Linked DNA regions of Mus musculus: region 1 is linked to region 2. Evidence: chromatin contacts called from public Hi-C data. All regions are on one chromosome and are shown on one strand. Each heading gives the region's core, a stretch centred on a gene start, on an enhancer-like site or on the middle of the called end of the contact. The rest is flanking DNA. Distances are from core to core; before and after follow the strand shown.

Region 1 (3,134 bases), core at 593-3,092, 380 kb before region 2:
GAATCTTTTTTTCTGTTTACCAAAAGGAATCATTTTCCTTGCCTCTGGTGAAGGACATATGGATCCACTGACAAATACTTGTGGCTGTTTACCCAAACCCACACCTATCTCCAGCCTTCCTCAGTCCCTCCCCACAAGTACCTGTTACATATTTCAAAGCCCCTACACCAGCATCCTGGCCCCTCTCACACCGGGTCTACTTCCATCTCAAATTCTCTGCTTCAGATCATGGGTTTCCCTCCCTGTAGCTGTTCATCCTCCTCAACGCCTGGAATCAATCCTCTTCAGTCTCTATATCTCTTACTGTACCCAGAAGTCTCTCTTTTCCGTTTCGCTAGCCCTGGCCATGTGCAGTCTGTTTCTCTTTCTGTCTGTTCCAGACTCTTCCAGATAGCTCTGGTCTCCCCCACCCCCAACCCTCTTTGATTGCTCTTGCTCTCTTGATCTCTCTGCTATCCACAATAAAATTCTCTCTCATTTTAGTGGGTCCTTTATTCCTCCTCTTGAACTGTAATTTATATTGTGGGAGCTGTCTCCTTATTCTGTAGTATTACCAGCTTCTGAATGTCTTAGAAGGTGTGTGCTCAGATGGGAATATGTGGGATTCCTCTGAGGGGCCAGCCAGGCCTGTGAGTTAGATATTTGGTAACATTTCTCAGCTTAGACTCCCTTAGGACAGTTTGGGTGTGGCAATGTTTACGGGACATGTCAATCTGAATGTGTTTCCAGATACCTCTGGTCTCCCCCACCAGAGTGTAGAATGCCTGATTCTTGCCTATTAAAAGTCCAATTAAGATAATCCAACATTTCCTAGGCAAATGGATGGACATGGAGGGTATCATTCTGAGTGAGGTAACTCAATCACAAAAGAACTCACACGATATGCACTTACTGATAAGTGGACATTAGCCCAGAAACTTAGAATACCCAAGATATAATTTGCAAAACACATGAAACTCAAGAATAAGGAAGACCAAAGTGTGGATACTTCGTCCTTCCTTAGAATGGGGAACAAAATACCCATGGAAGGAGTTACAGAGACAAAGTTTGGAGCTAAGATGAAGAGACGGACCATCCAGAAACTGCCCCATGTGAGGATCCATCCTATCATCAGCCACCAAACTCAGACACTATTGCATATGCCAGCAAGATTTTGCTGAAAGGACCCTTATATAGCTGTCTCTTGTGAGGCTATTCCTGTGCCTGGCAAATACAGAAGTGGATGCTCACAGTCAGCTATTGAATGGAACACAGGGCCCTCAATGGAGGAGCTAGAGAAAGTACCCAAGGAGCTGAAGGGGTCTGCAACCCAATAGGTGGAACAACAATATGAACTAACCAGTACCGCCAGAGCTCATGTCTCTTGCTGCATATGTAGCAGAGGATGGCCTAGTCGGCCATCATTGGGAAGAGAGGCCCCTTGGTCTAGCAAACTTTATATGCCCCAGTACAGGGGGCTGCCAGGGCCAAGAAGTAGGAGTGGGTGGGTAGGAGAGCAGGGCAGGGGGAGGGTATAGGGGACTTTCAGGATAGCATTTGAAATGTAAATGAAGAAAATATCTAATAAAAAATTGGGAATCAAAAGAAATTAAAGCAAAGACAAAAGCCAGAAAAAAAAATAAGATAATCCAACATGCTTTCATAAATGTCTCCTGCCCCTTACTAAACTATTCCACCCTGGAACAATCACTTCAGGACCCTGAGCAACTCTGATTTGAAAACAAAACTGTCTGTGTTGGTAGTAGGTGAGAACTCAGAACATCTAGACAGTTGGAAGGGAGCATAATTTGAACTGGACTGTCTTGGGCTGACTCAGACTCTTACTGGACAGCAGATCTGAACGCTGACGTAATCAGTCACAGTAAATAGGTTGGCTGCCAAGATAAACGTATTATCATTGTGTGTTTATGCTAGAGTGGAAAAACACATTTCTGTCTTTGAAGGAGTATGTTTCCCTCCCAGTTGTCTCTGGAGTTAGCGATGGGTAGCAATTTAGTTGTCCAGACCCTCATTAATGCTAAATTCTTTCTAATTGGCAGAGGCAGCCATTGAGATGGAACTAATGTGTCCTGGCAGATGCAGCAGTATCAGGTGCCGTAAATGAGAACTCTGGAGCAAAGGCAGATGAGCATCCAAAGCCGCAGGGGCGCCCTTACCTCTGTGGAAACAAACAGCTTCTGTCCCTAGCACACAGTGACATTTCACAGATAGCATTTCCAAGGGCCACTTTCTCCAGGATGTTGTTCACAGATAAACGGAGTTTCTCTGGCTAGAAAGAAGACTGTGTGCTGGACCCTTTGGGGAGACCCCTCCCAAAAATCCGACTTATCTCCATCCTTAGCAGCACACAGGACGTTGGTGAACAGGGCTTTAGGCAGCTGCTTTCCCATTGCAAGTCCCTGCTGCATCTCACAGCGGGAGTTTGGTACCCTGACCTCCCTGCTGCCTTAGGTCTGCAGTTTGCTTTTCTCTGAGTAAAGACAACATATCAAGGGGAGTTTCCATCCTACCTGGTTTGTTAGCTCTGATCTTTCTCTAAAGAGCTCAGAAAGAAAATATCCAGACCCTGAGATGATCTTTTCTCTTATGCAGAGTACGTAGTCTCTATTATGGGATTATAAAGTGGGATTATAGAAGTTTCCGGAAAATGTTCTGGTCTCCGTTTTTGTTCCTGAGGCTCTGGTGAACTGAACTCTGTAGGAACTTCATGGAGATATGTAAAGTCCTTTTCCCAGTAGAGGACACTGAAGTGCTTCCCCAGAACTGAGCTTCACGGTTCTCAAAGTGTCTAAAATCAAGGCAGCTGCCTCCTATGAATCCCCAATTATCAGACATTAAAATTGTTACGTTTCAAACCCCAATGGCTGAGGTGCCTGTTTAACATATCAAAGTAGACCTGACTGCCAGGTTCTCAACATGGCCCAGTCCCTACCTGTTATAGGGTACAGCTGTCCCCTACTCCTGAACTCTCCAGCCCAGGGGTTGGGCTGTCCTTCCCGCAAAGGCTCTTCCATATATCATCCAGATGGTTTAGTTACCTGCCCCTTTTTAACCTTTGACCTTTTGGCTGCTTCACCTGCCCCTCTCTTCCTTCTCCCTTGCCCTCTACTTCTGCTTACATGGCCCAACGCAGC
Region 2 (3,308 bases), core at 527-3,026:
TTTGTGTCACACATACACCTGACACTCCAACACAAATGTGACCACTGGTAACTGATGTGTGCCTCCATCAGGGACACTGACTTCATTAGAAGCCTCTGTCTTATGTTCATGAAATGGCAGTGGCTGTACTGAGCCATAGACATTAGAAATTCAGAAATTCCTAGTAGAGCTCTTAATTTCACAGTGGCTCCTGAACCTTCCTCCCATCCTTTCCATCCACAGGGCCCGTCGCTTACCCGATGTCTGTCACATCTGTTGAGGATCATTCAGGGTTCTACTCTCTACAAACTTAAAGCAAAAAAAACCAAACAAACAAAAAACAAAACAAAACAAACAAACAAACAAAAACATGGTCCTTGGCATGGCATCCAAGCCTCCTTTCAATCTGATTCAACACAAGGCTCTCTCCAACCAAGCTTCCTTCTCAGGGAACCTCGGAGTCATGTCCCTGCTACCCTAAGGCTCTCATTAGTACCTCAGGTAATCTCAAGATACCCTTGCTGATTACATCTTGCCCAAGAGGCACCTCTCAGCTGACCTTACACAAGCAGTTTTCCCTCCAACACACTCTTAGGGGGTGGGGTGATGGCTCGCTGGGATAAAATACTTGCTTTGTATCCTAGTTTGCTTCTCTGTTGCTGGGATACAACACTGACCAAAAACAACATGGGGTGAGGGTTGTCTAGCTTATGGGTTGCAGTAATCTATCACTGGGCGAAAACAGGGCAGGAGCTCAAGGCAGGAACCTGGAGACAGGAACTGAAGCAGGGATGAATGCTGCTTCCTGCCTTGCTTTTTGGCATATGTTCGGCTACAGTTCTTACAGAACCCAGGCCCACCTTCTCAGGGGTGGCACCTCCCACAGTGACCTAGGCCCTCCTCCACCAATAGCAATCAACCAAACACCCCACAGATATGTCTACCAGCCGATCTAACGGAGGCAACTCCTCAGTTGGGGTTCCCTCTTTTCGGACAGTTTCAACTTTGTGTGGAGTTGATGAAAACTAACTAGCACAGCAGTAAGCGTGAGGAGCCAGGGCCATGTAAAGGCCAGGCCCGACAGTGTGCCTCTGTAATAACTGTACTGGTCAGGGCAGAAACAGAGCTTACTGGCCAGCAAGCAGCCAAGCTGAACAAATACTCCCTACTGAAGTGAGACACCAAGTCTCCCAAAACAAGGTGGACAGCACCAGAGGACCACAGAGGGGGACCTCCGCCCTCCACAAGCATGCACAGGAACACAGGCATACACACCAAATAATGACAACAGCCACCAATTAAGAGAATCAGTGGGGGAGGGCTCTTTGATCAATCACTTGAAGAAGTAACACTGGACTTCAACAAATGCCTGGGCTTCATCTTGAAGCCGAGAACATAATCACAGGATTACGAATAGCTGAGAAATGGACGCAAAGGTCTGTCCTGTTTTGTGTTCCAAGTCCTTACAGAAAGAAGCATCCATACATGCCTCAGAGGCACCTGGAGCCTTGTTCATTCATAAGAAATCGTAAGTGTTATAAACGGCAAATCGCCTTCTCGTTCGCAGTGTGTTCGTAAGGCAGAAACTCAAGGACTGGGCTGTGCGTTCTCCATTTTCATACTCTGCTACGGAGTATGAAACCCGAGTGAGCAGACAGCCTGATATTCCATCTGTGTGCGGCTACCATGACTTCAGATGTTTTCATAATCTCCAATTTCATGATGAGGCTTTGCTCCAACACTCCAGCGCCTCACGCAGCCCAGCTCCTGGGACCCATCGGGCCCAAAGGCAGAAACACAAAAGCTTCATTGCTCGCTGTCAAACAACAATGAGGCTGTAAGTCGTTCTAGTCACTCCTCCTTTTTGACACTGCCCAAATAAAACTGTTGAGCTAGAAATGAAGCATCACCAAACTGCCCAAACATAAACAGAGAGCCGAAAAGTTCCTAAAAGCATGAAGCCTTCTTTGTGAAGTACCTGCCTATACAAGCTGTGATCATGCTTAAGTCAGTACAAAAGAAACCAAAACAGCGTCAGTGTGATGCTGGAAGCTCAAAGTTAAATTTATTAGTAATATCTAATAGGTCCTTACATTCCTGATTCTTTTCTTTTCTTTTCTATTTTCTCGAGACAAGGTTTCTCTGTGTAGCCCTGGCTGTCATGGAACTCACTTTGTAGACCAGGCTAGTCTCGAACTCAGAAATCCGCCTGTCTCTGCCTCCCGAGTGCTGGGATTAAAGGCGTGCGCCACCACCGCCCGGCCTGATACACGTTTCTTATGTCCTAAGGCAGTAAACAAGTTCTGTGATCAATCTAAATGGTAGTTACTCAGTGAGAATTACTGCTTTAATCCACAGCATAACATTTTTGTTTCCATTTTAAAATCCTCAGAGAGTCCAATGACGCCTTCATATAGTCCCACAGACTTTGCTGAAGTCTACTGTACTTTGTTACAGCTGTTAAGATGAAGCCAAACTGCAAGTTTCCAATTTAGCACAGACACTTTATTCTGTGGGCCAGACACTGCTGGTTATAAGAGCCAGTGGCCTTCCTCCCCTTAGTCTATACAACTATAACTTTGACTTTGTCCATGGCACTAGGTAGAGAATGCCTTAAATAAACAATCAAACAAACAAACTCCTACACTTTCTTACTTACAGATAGAATTAGTTTACAAATGAAACTTAAACTCAGGGCTGGAAGAGTAGCAAGCACATTGTAACTATTAAATGACCACATAACAGACTCTAAACAGCCAAGTAGCAATATACAAGTCTGCCCACCCCTTCTGGAAAAGGAAGATACATTATAGCCCTGACCTGTTTGTCTGCCTTGAAGTTATTATAAAACCCTAACCAAGACAGTATCTAAAAGAGGATGAAGTAAGGTGGGGAGGGGAAAAGTCTATTTAGTCTACTTTTTGTCAGGAGTAGTTAAACTCAAGGGAACATGAAACAAATTAAACTCATTTATAACAAAAAACACAGAGTAACACAAACTAACTCAATGTTACATTACCACGGTGTAATAAAGTTCACTTATTACACAACTGTATGCCAGGAACACAGCATGAACACAAGGAAATCTGAAATCAAGGTTTGCAGAATCCTGAAGCCACTTGAAACCTAAGCCAGAACATCACAGAATATGTTGCACATAGCAGAGAATGTCTTCACACATTCCCCAAACATTCACCTTGCTCGAGTACCAGAACCTATCTCCAGCAGAGTGAGATTCACCAATCCATCAAATCTCTCCCTAAGATGGTGAAACTACACCAAAAACAAAACTACTGTATTCTTGCTTCCTTCTGGTACCATGAGCACAG

Evidence for each region. A called contact is a pair of places that touch in the nucleus more often than the background predicts.
Region 1: a Hi-C map of muscle stem cells shows a contact between it and region 2, with 2.9 times the contacts expected there. The contact joins two enhancer-like sites. A contact is called at or near these places in 5 of 39 promoter capture datasets (the 3T3-L1 cell line, 3T3-L1-derived adipocytes, cranial neural crest and 2 more), 1 of 15 datasets of contacts at CTCF or cohesin (large pre-B cells), 20 of 484 Hi-C or Micro-C datasets (B cells, the Ba/F3 cell line, LSK cells and 13 more), 7 of 115 datasets of contacts at active chromatin or transcription factors (the 230-238 cell line, astrocytes, embryonic stem cells and 2 more) and 1 of 9 other capture datasets (embryonic stem cells).

The regions. Positions count from the first base shown.
Region 1 is chr1:34,398,584-34,401,717 of GRCm38.p6, reverse strand. No RefSeq gene overlaps it. Among named protein-coding and RNA genes, the nearest start is that of Mir5103, 33 kb to the left of the region's middle. Within about 2 kb of position 1,842, at least 24 of the 459 cell types and tissues checked have an H3K27ac peak or open chromatin away from gene starts, as enhancers often do. A contact at or near this core is called in muscle stem cells, where this site is marked.
Region 2 is chr1:34,015,354-34,018,661 of GRCm38.p6, reverse strand. The region is part of intron 4 of Dst (dystonin); the gene reads right to left. Among named protein-coding and RNA genes, the nearest start is that of Mir6896, 100 kb to the left of the region's middle. Within about 2 kb of position 1,776, at least 16 of the 459 cell types and tissues checked have an H3K27ac peak or open chromatin away from gene starts, as enhancers often do. A contact at or near this core is called in muscle stem cells, where this site is marked.